Regions from separate parts of the Sus scrofa genome. Here region 1 is linked to region 2. A link is a contact called in public Hi-C data. All regions are on one chromosome and are shown on one strand. Each heading gives the region's core, a stretch centred on a gene start, on an enhancer-like site or on the middle of the called end of the contact. The rest is flanking DNA. Distances are from core to core; before and after follow the strand shown.

Evidence for each region. Hi-C and Micro-C count contacts between places; a contact is called where the count stands out from the background.
Region 1: a Hi-C map of skeletal muscle shows a contact between it and region 2, with 1.6 times the contacts expected there. The contact joins the promoter of CUL1 here to the enhancer-like site in region 2. A contact is called at or near these places in 1 of 5 promoter capture datasets (liver), 2 of 47 Hi-C or Micro-C datasets (liver and skeletal muscle) and 1 of 2 datasets of contacts at active chromatin or transcription factors (alveolar macrophages).

Annotation. Positions count from the first base shown.
Region 1 is chr9:109,557,178-109,564,898 of Sscrofa11.1, reverse strand. It overlaps CUL1 (cullin-1), which reads left to right and starts at 5,785. Exons shown (of 22, transcript XM_021063586.1): 1 at 5,785-6,662.
Region 2 is chr9:109,501,777-109,508,679 of Sscrofa11.1, reverse strand. It overlaps CUL1 (cullin-1), which reads left to right. Exons shown (of 22, transcript XM_021063586.1): 3 at 2,265-2,439; 4 at 5,002-5,169. Among named protein-coding and RNA genes, the nearest start is that of CUL1, 54 kb to the left of the region's middle. Within about 2 kb of position 2,284, at least 4 of the 83 cell types and tissues checked have an H3K27ac peak or open chromatin away from gene starts, as enhancers often do. A contact at or near this core is called in alveolar macrophages and skeletal muscle, where this site is marked.

The DNA.
Region 1 (7,721 bases), core at 4,536-7,035, 53 kb before region 2:
TTGGGTTCTAAGCATTCTTTCAGTATATTATATGCCAAGCACTGTGATAAATATTGTAGATATAGTAATAAAAGATAGTCTTTGAATTCAAGAAGCTGTGAGATAGTGGGATATAGAGAAAGGAAAATTATAACATGATATTGATAAACCCTTTAGTAAGAGTAAGTATAAAATAATCACAAAAGAAGACACCTAATCCACATGTGGGTGTGGGGCTGAGTCGAGGTGTGGAAGGTCATTAGAAAACTCCTGGAGAAAGAGATTTTAGGACAGTTTTCTGAAACTCAGTAATTTCCTCATGCAGGCAAGTTTGAATCATTTGAAAATGAGTTCCAATTTCACATGGTCCAACCAAATAGTATGTTATGATGGGGTTCAGTTCCCCAGGTCAGACCTCAAAAGCTTATTTAACTCATGACTACCTTACAACAATGTTGTCTTATGGGTCCCCAGAAAAAGAGGCCTAGGACTCTTAACATGCAAAATTTGGAACTGGACAGGTTATATATATATATATATATATATATATATATATTTTTTTTTTTTTTTTTTTTTATGGCTGTGCCTGTGGCAAATGGAAGTTCCCGGGCCAAGAGTCAAATCGGAGCTGCAGCTATGGCCTACACCACAGCCACAGCAACACTGGATTGGAGCCACTTTTGCAAACTACACTGCAGCTTGTGGCAAGGCTGGATCCTAAACCCACTGAGCCAGGCCAGGGATCGGAACCTGCATCCTCACAGACACAATGTTAGGTCCTTAACCCGCTAAGCCACTATGGGAACTCCTGGACAACTTAGATTTTTAAAGGTACTTCCATTTCCTTTCTTCCTTTCTTCATTTCCTTCTTTTGCTTATGGCCCTTCTCACCAGAACCTCAGACCCCCAAGGCTTCAGCCTGGGATGAAGCACTCAGTGTTTTTCCTCAACTTGATTTGCCCCAAACTTTCCTTTCTTTAGGGTTAGAAAGGAGGCAACCTGATAAAACCAGTTAATGCTGATGTGTGAATGACCCTCAAGTTTTGTTACTTTCCCCAAGCTATTTGAGTCCTTAAGAGAGGATACTAGGGGAGTTTCAGTCGTGGCTCAGCAGTTAATGATTCTGACTAGCATCCATGAGAATGCAGGTTCAATCCCTGGCCTTGCTTAGTGGGTTAAGGATCCGGGCTTGCTGTGAGCTGTGGTGTAGGTCTTAGACGTGGCTTGGATCCTTCATTGCTGTGGCTGTGGCATAGGCCAGCTGCTACAGCTCCAATTTGACCCCTAGCCTGGGAACCTCCATATGCCAAGAGTGTGGCCCTAAAAAGCAAAAAAAAAAAAAAAAAAAAAAAAGGGGGGGATACTAGGAATCTTTGGTGCAATTCCAGGCAATAAAAATAAGGCCTCTGTGTATTTGTTTGTATGGGCCATTTATAAGTCAAGGGTTGAGAAGGTTAGGCTACCCATTCCGTGTTCCTCATTCAGACTTATTTACTTTATGACTTTAGTTAAGTAAATTTCTGCTTCCTATTTTTATGGCTAGTTACATTTAATATCATTAAAATATTGTTTGTATGGCATTTGATGGACTAACCTGAGCTATGAATTTTTTCCTAATGAATTAAAGTAGAAGATTAAAAACATGCTTCTTCAAAAAAAACTTATGACTCATTGCCCTACGTGGAAGAAATCATGTGTTATTTCATCTCTTTCCTGCTTACTTCCTTTGAATATTAAGCTGGTTGGATTATTGTATTTAATTTGAATTCATGTATCACTATTTTCCTAAGCGAAACTAGTTTTTTTTAAAAGTCAGACATAAAGAATATTTCATGATTCGAATTAAACAGATTTATGAAAAAAAATCTGTTTACTTAGCTCCTCTTCCTTAAAATACACTACTTTAAAACAAATAAGATTTATGTAAGATGTCATAATGCTAATACCAGAAATTTTAAGACCATGGAGTTCCCGTCATGGGGCAGCAGAAATGAATATGACTAGGAACCATGAAGTTGAGGGTTCAATGCCTGGCCTCGCTCAGTGGGTTAAGGATCCAGCGTTGCCATGAGCTATGGTGTAGGTTGCAGACGTGGCTGTGGCAAGGCCAACAGCTGTAGCTCTGATTTGATTCCTAGCCTAGGAGCCTCCATATGCATTAGATGTGGCCCTAAAAAAGCAAAAAAAGAAATTTTAAGATCATAACACTTGAAACTTTAACATAGGAAGGTGTAGTTCTTTAAATCAGTGGTTCCTAAACTCAGGTTTCCAGACTGGCCCTGGCCGGTTATGTCATCACTATCACTGCCATCATCATCTTGGGAATGTTTGGGGGTTTTTTGTTTGTTTTTTAATTTAATTTTTATTTTATACTGGAGTATAGTTGATTTACAGTGTTGGTTAGTTTCAGGTGTACAGCAAAGTGATGCAGTTATACATATACATATATACATTCTTTTTAAGATTCTTTTTTTTTTTTTTTTTGTCTTTTTTTGTCTTTTTGCCATTTCTTGGGCCGCCTGCGGCATATGGAGATTCCAAGGCTAGGGGTCCAGTCGGAGCTGTAGCCACCAGCCTACGCCAGAGCCACAGCAGCATGGGATCCGAGCCGCGCCTGCAACCTACACCACAGCTCACGGCAACGCCAGATCATTAACCCACTGAGCAAGCGCAGGGACCGAACCCGCAACCTCATGGTTCCTAGTCGGATTCGTTAACCACTGCACCACGACGGGAACTCCCTTTTTCAGATTCTTTTCCCATGTAGGTTATTACAGAATATTGAGTAGAGTTCCCTGTGCTATATATAGTAGGTTCTTGTTGATTATCTATTTTAGGTAATGTTTGTTAAGTGTTTATAACAAACTCCTATGAGACACTATTATCATCCCCCTTTCATAGCTGAAGAACTGAGCACATCTGGTGTTGTCCTGGCTGTGGTGTAGGCCTCAGCTGCAGCTCTGATTCCATTCCTAGCCCAGGAACTTCCATAGGCCTCAGGTGTGGCTGTTTTTTAAAAAAAAAAATGTTGAGCACAGAGAAATTAATAACTTGTTCAAAGTTATTCAGATATGGGTTTCTGTTGTGGTGCAGTAGAAAAGAATCTGACTAGGAACCATGAGGTTGCAGGTTTGATCCCTGGCCTTGCTCAGTGGGTAAAGGATCTGGCATTGCCATGAGCTGTGGTGTAGGTCACAGATGTGGCTTGGATCTGGTGTTTCTGTGGTTGTGGTATAGGCCGGCAGCTGTAGCTCCAATTAGACCCCTATCCTGGGAGTCTCCATATGCCGCAGGTGCGGCCCTAAAAAGCAAATAAATAATAAATAAAATAATAAAACAAAGTTATTCAGATAATAAGTAGTAAAGCCAGGGTAGAAACTCTGGCAGTTTCAAATTTCCTCCCTTCCCCTTCCCACTCAATTTTGACTCAGTAGGTCTGGAATCAGTATTCAAATCCCCAGGTGATTCTGAAGCAAAGACAGTTTTGGGAACTATCCTATTAAATGAATTTACTTTGCAGTGGATGGCTAGTCTTCCTCATGTCTTAGAAGCAATACCACATATGGCTCATGAAGTGACACATGACCCTTTCAAATCTGATTAATAAACAATTATTTTTGAATCCTCTGCAGTGTCCTTCAGGCACAATGCTGGAGGGGCCTGGGGAACATCAGGAAGTAGTGTCTGACCAAGGCACAGACCACTTAGCTTAAAGGCACTTGTAAGAAGTTAGCAATCAGAGATCATGAAAGCCTGCGTAGAAGGTGCAAAGGAGGCTTTCCTGGAAGTGGATGTGAGCTGGATATGAAAAAGGAGGATGATTTGCAGATGTAGGAAAAGGGGAGAGACTTTCTATTTGTTGAAGGAAAAAATGGAAGCAAGCATTCATAAATGGTGATTCAAGGCTGATATTTGTGGACCAACAGTAGAATCAACAGGATGGAATGAAGTTGAGAGTTCCTTTTGCCAACTGGCTGGAAACACATTGGAAAAGTTAGGACAGGATTATGTGCCTTAAGTGCCAGGTCAGAGTTTGGACTGAACCCTCTAAACAGTGGGGAGCCAGAGTTCCCTCCCATTGTGGCTCAGCAGTGTGTAATCCAACTAGTATCCATGAGGATACAGGTTCGATCCCTGGCCTCGATCATTGGGTTAAGGATCCAGTGTTGCCATGAGCTGTGGTATAGGTTGCACCTGTGGCTCGGATCCTGCGTTGCTGTGGCTGTGGCATAGGCCAGCAGTTGTAACTCTAATTCGACCTCTAGCCTAGGAACTTCCATATGCCGCGGGTACAGTTATAAAAAAGACAAAAATAAATAAGTAAATAAGTAAACAGTGGGGAGCCACTGAAAAGTTTGAAAGGATAGCATCATTTGGAAAGAATCATCAGTGGTTAGTCACTGTGCAGGCTGGAAGGATAGAGCAGAGATCAGAACCAGGCAAACTATTTAAAGGTAAAAACAGGAGTTCCCGTTGTGGCGCAGTGGTTAACGAGTCTGACTAGGAACCATGAGGTTGTGGGTTCGATCCCTGGCCTTGCTTAATGGGTTAAGGATCTGGTGTTGACGTAAGCTGTGGTGTAGATCACAGATTGGGCTCCGACCCCGAGTTGCTGTGGCTCTGGTATAGGCCAGTAGCAACAGCTCCGATTGGAATCTCCATATGCCGCAGGTGTGGCCCTAGAAAAGACAAAAAAGACAAAAATTTAAAATTAAAAAAAATAAAGGTAAAAACAATACAGGTGTGGGAAACATAATAAAGGAGTGGATCTGCACATACTTGGGAGTTACTGGCTTAGGTTACGCCCCTCATCAAGCTTAATGATTTGGAGCAAATTGCCTGATATGTCTGAGAAGTGGTATAGATGCTACCTGGTTGTGAGGTGGACATAAAAGTCAATGAATGACATAGTCTAAGAGCTGTCAGTAACAGTGCAGATGAGTGGCGAGTAAAAGCTAGAAGGAAGAAGCAGGAATTAAGGCAGTGAGAATTGGAGAGGATGGTTATAGGTGAACTAAATCCTTCCATTCAGGGAAAAGTGAGGTAGTAATTCAGTAGGGTTCTCTTGTGGCACAGCAGGTTAAGGATCTGGTGTGGTCACTACTGTGGCTCTAGTTCTATCCCTGGCCCAGGAACTTCTATATGCCATGGGTGCGGCTGGAAAAAAAAAGGGGGGGGAGAGGTTGAAAGAAACAAACAGTAAAGGGAAAGCTGACCCACTCCGTTCTTGTATTAGCTATGGGAAGGCACAGACAAGAAGACCATGTTGAATGGTGAGAAGGGAGAGGACAGTTTAGGGAAGATGGAGATGAGATACCTTGTTGTTTGAGGAAAATACAGGTTCCATTATGGGGAACAAGTAAGAGAAGCCATATATATACAGTGGAAAGCACTGTCCACAGGGACAAGCCTTCCATTTCTACCTTCAATTTTACCATGTGCCCACAAAAAAATTGCAAAATACACCTGTTTCTTCTTCTTTTTTGGTCTTTTCCAGGGCCACTTCCCATGGCATACTGAGGTTCCCAGCCTAGGGGTCTAATCCGAGCTGTAGACACTGGCCTACGCCAGAGCCACAGCAATGCGGGATCTGAGCCACATTTGTGACCTACACCACAGCTCATGGCAACGCCAGATCCTTAACCCACTGAGCAAGGCCAGGGATCAAACCCGCAACCTCATGGTTCCTAGTCGGATTCATTAATCACTGCGCTAAAATGGGAACTCCTCCTACACCTGTTTCTTTTAAATATCTAGAAGTGTAGGATGTAAACCAACAATTTAAAAATCATTGCATAGATTGAGATCATATACTTTAGTGACAAGTACAGACCAATGCCTTACTTCTAAAGGTACTTAACAAATGTTGACAAGTGACCACATTTCAATAGAAGGAAACAAATACTATGGGATATTCTAAGAGAAACCTGTATTCCTCAGGAGACAGCGTAGATTATGGGGGCAGCCCTCTACTCTGGGCCTAGGATTTCCACCCCACGGTGATACTAAAATCTTCTCCTGTTTTCATTTGGAGCAAAACAGGAAGTTATGTTCATCAAGTTTTTTGCCCAGGTAATTTGAAATTCTTCCTTGCTTGTTCATGGAAGTCGTGGGCCCTCTGGTATGTAAACCACATCATTCCAGCAGAAGCCCCTCCAAGCCCGCCTTTTGTCACCTAGGTCATCATAGGAAGCCAGGTGGCTATTTGTGCTGCAAAAATGTGCAGTTCAAGGACCCAATTGTGAGTTAATTTCACTTGACTGCGGTGAACTACTCCAGGACTCACGTGAAAACAATGTTATTCTGCAGTCACGCCTCATCGCATCCACATATATGGAAAAGCTTAAATTCCATTCTTGATTTGTCTTTACAGAGATTAATGGTAAAGCGAATCTTTATCAGCCCTTTGCCTAAAAAGGAGTTGGTTAAAGAGTTTGTGGAGGAAAGCTGGATTGGTTTGATTTCAGAAACGATTTTAGAGAGGCGCCGGGGAGCCGGGGCTCTGGTGCCGAGGCCCGCAGGTGTCTTGGGGCTGAGAATGGACCACACGTTTTTCTTTTCAAGGGCCCCTCGCCCATCCTCGACTTCATCAGCCGGTCGGGATCTGGCTTTTGGTTATTCCCCCGGCTGGGGAGGCAGATCCACCGGGTGTCGTTGTGTTCCGTGTCGGTTCAGGGTTCAGGGTGAGTGTGCGCGCAGGAGGGGGTGTGTGAGACCCTCTCCTCCAGGGAGTTTTGGGGCGGCTTCTTCCTAGGCTGGCGCCCCCAACCTCAGAAGGTGACCCCTCCTCGTTCGGCCCGAAGTGGCGGGAAGCCGGGTCCTTAGAGGCGGCCCGAAGGCGAGGGAGGCTGTAAAACCTGGAGGCGGATCCGGTGCGCTCGGCCGGGGATGGCGTGGGGTTTCAGAGCCAAGGACCGCGGGCTTCAGGTAGGGACCAGCCAGGCGAGCGGGGCCTCAGCGGCGTCGGGGGCCCTGGGGCCAGGGCCACGGCGGGCGGGAGGTTTCCGGGCCCCTCCCGTGCCGCGGGCTGGTGGGGAGATGGCGGCGACGGTTTCCCGGCTCCCCCGCCCCGGACGCGATGGCGGTGCGTTCCGGCCCTCCCCCACCAGCTTCACGCCCGCGGGAGCCGGAGCCGGTGAGGCCGGGAGGGCGGGGAGCGGCGGAGGAAAGGCGAGAGGGCGGAGGTTGCGTGGTGCAGGCGGCGGCGGCGGCGGCGGCGGCGGCGGGAGGAGGAGGAGGAGGAGGAGGAGGAGGGCCGGCGGGCGAGCAGGGGAGGAGGAGGAGGCGGGAGCCGTGTCGCACGCAGCTCCAGGCGGGGCAGCCCCGGCGGCTGAGGGACGCGGCCAGACCTTGGCGGGACGGGGATTTAACCGGGGCCCGGCCCAGCGACCAGGTGGAAACGTAGCCGGAGCCACTTAGGCACCCGGGAAATACGGGTGAGTGTCGGGGGTCCGGCGCCGAGGGGGTAGGTGGCGGCGGCGGGCGCAGGCCGGGCCCCGAGCCGCGGTGTCGCAGTGACTGGGGCCGCGGCAGCCGAGCGCAGGAGGCGGGCGAGGCCTGAGAGGCCGAGCCGCGGCCGGGAGGTATGGCGGCGGAGCCGGGGGACTCGTGGGCAGAGGGCGCCGGGGGCGGGAGGTGAGCGAGCGCGGCCCGGCCCTGAGTCACCCGGGTCGGCTCGGGCCTGGCCGGGCCGCGGCACCGGACGTGGGCTCAGGGCGACCAGGCCCGGACTACGCACTGGG
Region 2 (6,903 bases), core at 1,035-3,534:
TTTTATAGTTGAGTAATACTCCTTTGCTTATCCTCCTTATCCATTCATCTGTCATTGGACACTTTGGTTGTTTCCATGTCTTGGCTATTGTGAATAGTGTTGCTATGAACGTGGTGGGTGTATGCATCTTTTCAAATTAGAGTTTTCTTCAGGTATATGCCCAGGAGTGGGATTCCTGGATCATATGGCAACTCTCTTTAGCTTACTGTGGAGCCTCCACACTGTTTTCCACGGTGGCTACATCAAGTTATACTCCAGCAGCATTTCAGGAGGGTTTCCTTTTCTTCACATTCTTTCCAGCATTTGTTATATGTAGACGTATTAATGATGGCCATTCTGACTGTTGGGGAGTTGATACCTCATTGTAGTTTTGATTGCGTTTCTCCAGTAAGAAGCAGTGTTAGACATCTTTTCTTGTGCCTGTTGGTCATTGGTATCTCTTTGGAGAAGTGAAGATCAACCGTTTAATATGTGGTGTGTGAACCGTTGGTGGTCTAGGCAGAGAAATGTGAAATTACTTTTCTTCCTCATTACATAGAGTTTTACTCAAAATGGATTAGATGTATCAATATGAAAATCAGGTTGAAAAGAAAATACTTATAAAATCATGCCAAAAATTGAGACTTGCCAAAAGATCATCCTCAGGATCTATCAACAAGTGCGAGGGTAAACAATTACAACATTATATGGTAGCATGTGTACATTACACATGGCTGCAGCTGTCTCAGATGTGAAATGAGACAAGTGGCAGAACCAAACGTGCATGTTACCATTTGTGTTAGCTAAACTTTAAAAACATGCAGTTTTGATTTCATATGTAGTTCCACAGTAAAATATGAAGCACTCAGGGAATGCTGTACCCCAAACACAGGGACACTGCCCCAGGGGAAAGGAGGAGTGTGTCCTGTGTGTTATACTCGGTACCGTTTCATTTCCTAGAGCGTTGAGGGGGGATCTGGATGGAATGAGACAAGCGTGAAAATACAGTAAAATTCATTCAAACTGGGTCATGAGTTTGAGAGAGTTTGTGTACATTGTAATCCATGATTCTCTCTACATTGGAAATGCTTAATAAAACGTTTTATAGCATAGTTCTTTGATTACCAATGAGCTTAAGGGATTTTTTTTTTTTTTAAAGGTTTTCGGCTTCTAATACTTCTAGCTTTTGGATTTTCTGTTGGAATAATTATGTTTCTTTAGAGATTTTTTTTTTTCACTTTGTTTTAAATTACCTTAATTTAGTAATGATAGTAACTTTAAGATATTTCTTACTGAAATACTTGCAAAATGTCAGATGAAGTGTTTATTGCTTAGAAAGGCCTTCTCCAGACCTCAGATAAAGTGTGTTCATGTGTATTTCCCTTGCTTTATGGTTTCAGTTTGTATATTTTAATTTTCAATCCATTTATAATATTTTGGAATATGGAATTTTTTTGAAATCTCCTCCTGCCCTAATACCACTTATTCAGTAATCTATCGAGTTGAAATAGTCTTTATATAGGAAGTTCTTAAATATACCAGAATATTCTTTGTCATGATTTTTCTTTCTGATTCAGTATTGGTGTTTCTGTTACTTTTGTCTACGTAAAGTACATGCAGATAAACTGAAATAGTATTAAAGTTTATAACAAAATAGAACGCACATTTCTGTTGCTCTCCATAGTGTGTGGCCAGTGTGCTTTTGTGATTCATCAGCTTCGGGCCTCCGTGACTTCTCTGCCCTAGTCTAGGATTTGATCTCTTGCCCTGACATGTCCTCGCTTTTCATGTTTCATTTTCAGTGTAACTTTTAAAAAATTCATTTACAAATGATTTAAAATCATGTTTTGTTTATTTTTGTCATGTTTGATTCTAGAAATAGTCATATAGCTAAGCATTATAATAGACTGTGGTTATAGCTTTTTGTTTTTCCTGAAGTAGATAATTGCTTTTTTCTTTTCATTTGCAAACTTTCCTTTGTACCATTTGCCAGTTCTTTTCTTACCTTCTCTCCCGAGACAGTTTCCCACAAGTAATGGCATTAGGTAATCTAGAGATCCAGAGTTTTCTTGGCAGTCTTCTTCCAGAACTTTCTGTCCTCCTCCTCAGCCGGCTGAGTTTTAGCTTTATTGGGGTGTGAATGCGATCTTTTTTCCACTCTAGCGTAACAGGTTTATGCTGATACATGGGAAACATTGATACTAAAATGTCTTGTAAAATTAGGGTCACATTAGTCACTGTTGGACATTGATGATACATGTTGATGTCCTTGACTTTTCTCCAAGTCATGTTTATAACTACTGCACAAGTGTTCACCAGTCAAACCAAGCACGAGGTGCTGGTGTCCCTCCTTCTAAATCAAAAAAAGGACAGACGCCTGGAGGAGCTCAGTTTGTTGGCTTGGAATTATACAAACGACTTAAAGAATTTTTGAAGAATTACTTGACAAATCTTCTTAAGGTAAGAAGTTTTGCATATATACTGAGCATTTATAATAGAATGTTTTTAAAAAATGAAATAGTGATTCTAAGTTAAATATAGTCTTTCACTGTCATTTGGCATTGACTGTCATTGGCATTTTGGCATTGACAAGTGCCTGAAGATCTTTGCTGTTGCTTAGTCAATTACTTATTATGAAGATGAAATCTTCGTAAGCCATATTCTGTTCTTTAATTTGTTAAATTGGAAGTTTTTGATGGCCCTATGCCATATAGTATTGTCCTTAAATTACTAACCACTTGGTATTTGGCTGTTAGATATTGGTGAACTTTTTAAAGCATGTAATTATGAATTCAAATTACCTATGTTGTAATTTGAAGCCAGCGTGCTATTCTGCATCAAGACATGTAAATGACTGCAAAGATTCAGATTTGGGTAATCACATTTCTGGTGTGGTTTTGTCTTTACACATGGTCATGTGGTATGGTCAGAACTGCAGTGTGATTGTGCCTTTGGCTAGGATGGGCCACTGCTCACTCCTTCCTTTTGCTCGGGCAGTGATAGAGTTCTTCCCCTTCATCTTCCGCCTTTTTCTTCCTCAGACTCCATCCTCTGTAGCAAAGGCAATGTGGTACCTTCCATCTAAACACAGGAGGGGCAGGTGGCTCTTCCTGGTGCTATACACACTGTGGAGCGTGTGAAGACATCTGTGCACTCTGCCCTGGGAAGTCTGCACTCTCTGTGTATATATTTTAAAGATTATTGATTTATATAGATAACAGGCAGCTTCAGCATGCTCCAAAATTGTTTTTCTTAATATTTGCAAGGTACCTAGAAACCTAACATCATCCTGACAGACAATAGTTGACTGACTACAAATTAGGAACAAGAGTATTTTCACGTTCTCTAAACAGTGTGCTTGTAATGCCTTGCTGAGGCCACTGTGTCCTTCTTGCTTTGAGTCACAGCACTTTGTTAAGTGGACACTGGAATCAATTATCTCTAGGGTTTTTTTGTTTTTTGGTCTTTTTTTAGGGCTACACCCGCAGCATATGGAAGTTCCCAGGCTAGGGGTTAAATTGGAGCTACAGCTGCCAGCCTACCCCACAGCCACAGCAAAGCCAGATCCTTAATCCACTGAGCGAGGCCAGGGATTGAACCTGTTTCCTCATGGATATTAGTCAGATTTGTTTCTGCTGAGCCACGACAGGAACTCCAGTTATCTTTAGTATTAGACAGGAGGAACTGAGGGATATACCATGTTGGGTACTGATAGCCATGCTATCAGTGATACTATTTTTGTATTGTCTTTTTTTTTGTTGTTGCTATTTCTTGGGCCGCTCTCACGGCATATGGAGGTTCCCAGGCTAGGGGTTGAATCGGAGCTGTAGCCACCAGCCTACGCCAGAGCCACAGCAACTCGGGATCCGAGCCGCGTCTGCAACCTACACCACAGCTCACGGCAACACCGGATCGTTGTTAACCCACTGAGCAAGGGCAGGGACCGTGGTTCCTAGTCGGATTCGTTAACCACTGCGCCACAACGGAAACTCCCTATTTTTGTATTTAAAAAGATCGTATACTATAATCCAGAAGAGCTTAGCTTTACATGTGGGGGTTCATTTCTTATTTAAATTTAAATGAACGAAAATTTGGTTGTATGAAGTATGGTCAGGTTTTCATGGAGCTCACTGGATCGCTTGTACACTGTGTGTTTATGGACCTTCGGTTCTGTGGAGCTTTTTGTTCTGCTAGTTGAAGGCCCTGAGGCTGAGGGAAGTTGGGGGCTGCCCCAGGCCCTTAGTTCACTGGAGGAAGCTTCTCCCTCCCAGGTTCCCCTGGAGTGTTCTGCTCCAGCACATTTTACTGACAGTGCAATTTAATGCTCCCTTTTTGAACGGTAAGGCTTCACTTTGTAGATGTCATTAATTCCTGAGAAGAAGCTTCAGGTTCATTTTCTTCAAGTAAAAAATTGCTGTTTAGGTTGTAGAAATTCAGTGAAAATAATTTTGGTAAATGAATGTTTTTCTTGTGAGGACTTGTTAAAGGAGAAACATTTGTACCATTATACTGTATATTGTTATTTTTACAAAAATGCAAGAGATTACAATGAAAAGCTCTAGATTTTTAGAATTTTTAAGTAAATTTAATGAAGGCAGAAATGCATTGAAAGATTGAATAGTTTTCGCCCTAAGATCTCAGTTGTTTATTGGAGATTTAAATTTTTTAATAGAAAAAATAAAAATCAGGGTGGTTGAGGTAATTTCCTTGTTAATATAAAGGAATTACCCTCACCTTCTAAAGGGTCAGTCTTTTTTTTTTTTAATCTATATATTTAATACCATGAAAAATTCCAGTTTGAGATAAAAGAATTTTTGTTAAACTTCTCTTTAGTCTAATTCTCATGAACTACATTCTTTGGAGAATTTATAGAAATGAGCCCGTACAGAATCATTTAAAGAAGTCATCTAAAACCATACCCTTCGGTGTATGTTACTGCAGTGGATGTTTCATTGAATGTTTAGCTTTAATTTATCACATGACAAGCTCTTCATCTTAAAGCTGTAGTTCTCTTGCTTTTAGGACGGAGAAGATCTGATGGATGAGAGTGTACTGAAGTTCTACACTCAGCAGTGGGAAGATTACCGATTTTCAAGCAAAGTGCTGAATGGGATTTGTGCCTACCTCAATAGACATTGGGTTCGCCGCGAATGCGACGAAGGACGGAAAGGAATCTATGAAATCTATTCTGTAAGGTTTTCTACACACCTTTCTTTATTTTTTGTCTCTCTTTGTCTTTTGAGGGCCGCACCTGTAGCATACGGAGGTTCCCAGGCTAGGGCTTGAATTGGAGCTACAGCTGCTGGCCTACACCACAGCAATGCCAGATCCAAGCCACATCTGCGACCTACACCACAGCTCACAGCAACTCTGGGTCCTTAACCCACTGAGTGAGGCCAGGGATCGAACCTGCATCCTCATGGATGCTAGTCAGGTTCATTTCCACTGCGCCACAGCAGGAACGCCTCTATACACCTTTCAAATGTGTTTTCTTAGTGATTCATCAGCCTTCCCAGAGGGGATCTAGGCAAATGTTAAGCAATTTTCAGTAAGCGAATTGCCGTTTTTTTTAATTTATCATGAATAACCCACAGATATTTTGTGGCAAGAAAGGAGAAGGACAATACATTGGAGTTCTGAATATAGCCTGCATGCTTCTACATTTACCTTTTTTTCTTTTTCCCTTTTAGGGCTGCACCTGAGCATGTAGAAGTTCTCTGGCTAGGGGTTGAATTGGAGCTGCAACTGCCGCCCTACGCCACAGCCACAGCAGTGTGGGATCCAAGCCATGTCTTCAACTTACACCAGAGCTCACGGCAATGTCGGATTCTTAACCCTCTGAAGGAGGCCATGGATACTAGTCAGGTTCACTACCACTGAGCCACAATGGGAACTCCCTGCATTTACCTTAAAAAAAAAAAAAAAAAATTCTCCTGTTATTTGACCAACTGTCAGGCTGAGCCTGGAACTGTCCCTTGAGCAGGGCCAGTCCTGCATCCCAGCAGCAGAGGCAAATTAGGACCCTCACTTGGGGCTCAGGCCTCAGTGATCAGCCTTCCAGAGTCTTCAGGAGTCTGGGAAACTGCTCCAGGGAGGACGCTGGGATGTGAAATTCGATTCTACCCATTCACTTTACAAAGTAATGTTAAGTAATGGTACTTAGAGAATTCAAAGACTGCACAGAAATGGATTTTGGAAAGGCAAAATTTGAATTGTTAAATTGCCTTCTTTAATAGGTGTCTGAGTCAAGGAGGATTTTGCTAGTCCCGTTGGTTTTCAAAGTATGGTCCCCAAACTTGCAGCTCAGTTGTTACCTGGGAATTTGTTAGAAATTCAAATGATTGGGCCCCAGCCTAGACTTTTTTAATTAGAAATTCTGGGGATGGGGCTCAGCAGTGTGTTTTTAGCAAGTGCTCCAGGTGACTCTGATGCACTATCAAGTTTGAGAACAAATTAAGGGAGGACTCAGACAGGCTACCAGATACACAGGCAGTACTCTTTTGGAATGCATGCTGTTAAAATGTCAAATTCTGCATAAGAAGATTATCTCCATATTGAAGAATGTTGCTGTAATAGCAATGTTTTATGCTTTATTTTGGCAAATTTAATTGAAAGTATAATGTACCTTAGATGCATGGTTTTTTTTGGCTGCACTCATGGCATGTGGAAGTTCCTAGGCCAGGGATCAAACCGTGCAGTTAATAATGACAACACCGGGAGTTCCCATCATGGCTCAGTGATAATGAATCCAACTGGTATCCTTGAGGACACAGGTTTGATATCCCTGGCCTTGCTCAGCGGATTGGGGATCCACAGTTGCTGCGAGCTGTGGTATAGGCTACAGACGTGGCTTGGATCCTGGGTTACTGTGGCTGTAGTGTAGGCCAGCAGCTACAGTTCCGATTCCATCCCTAGCCTGGGACC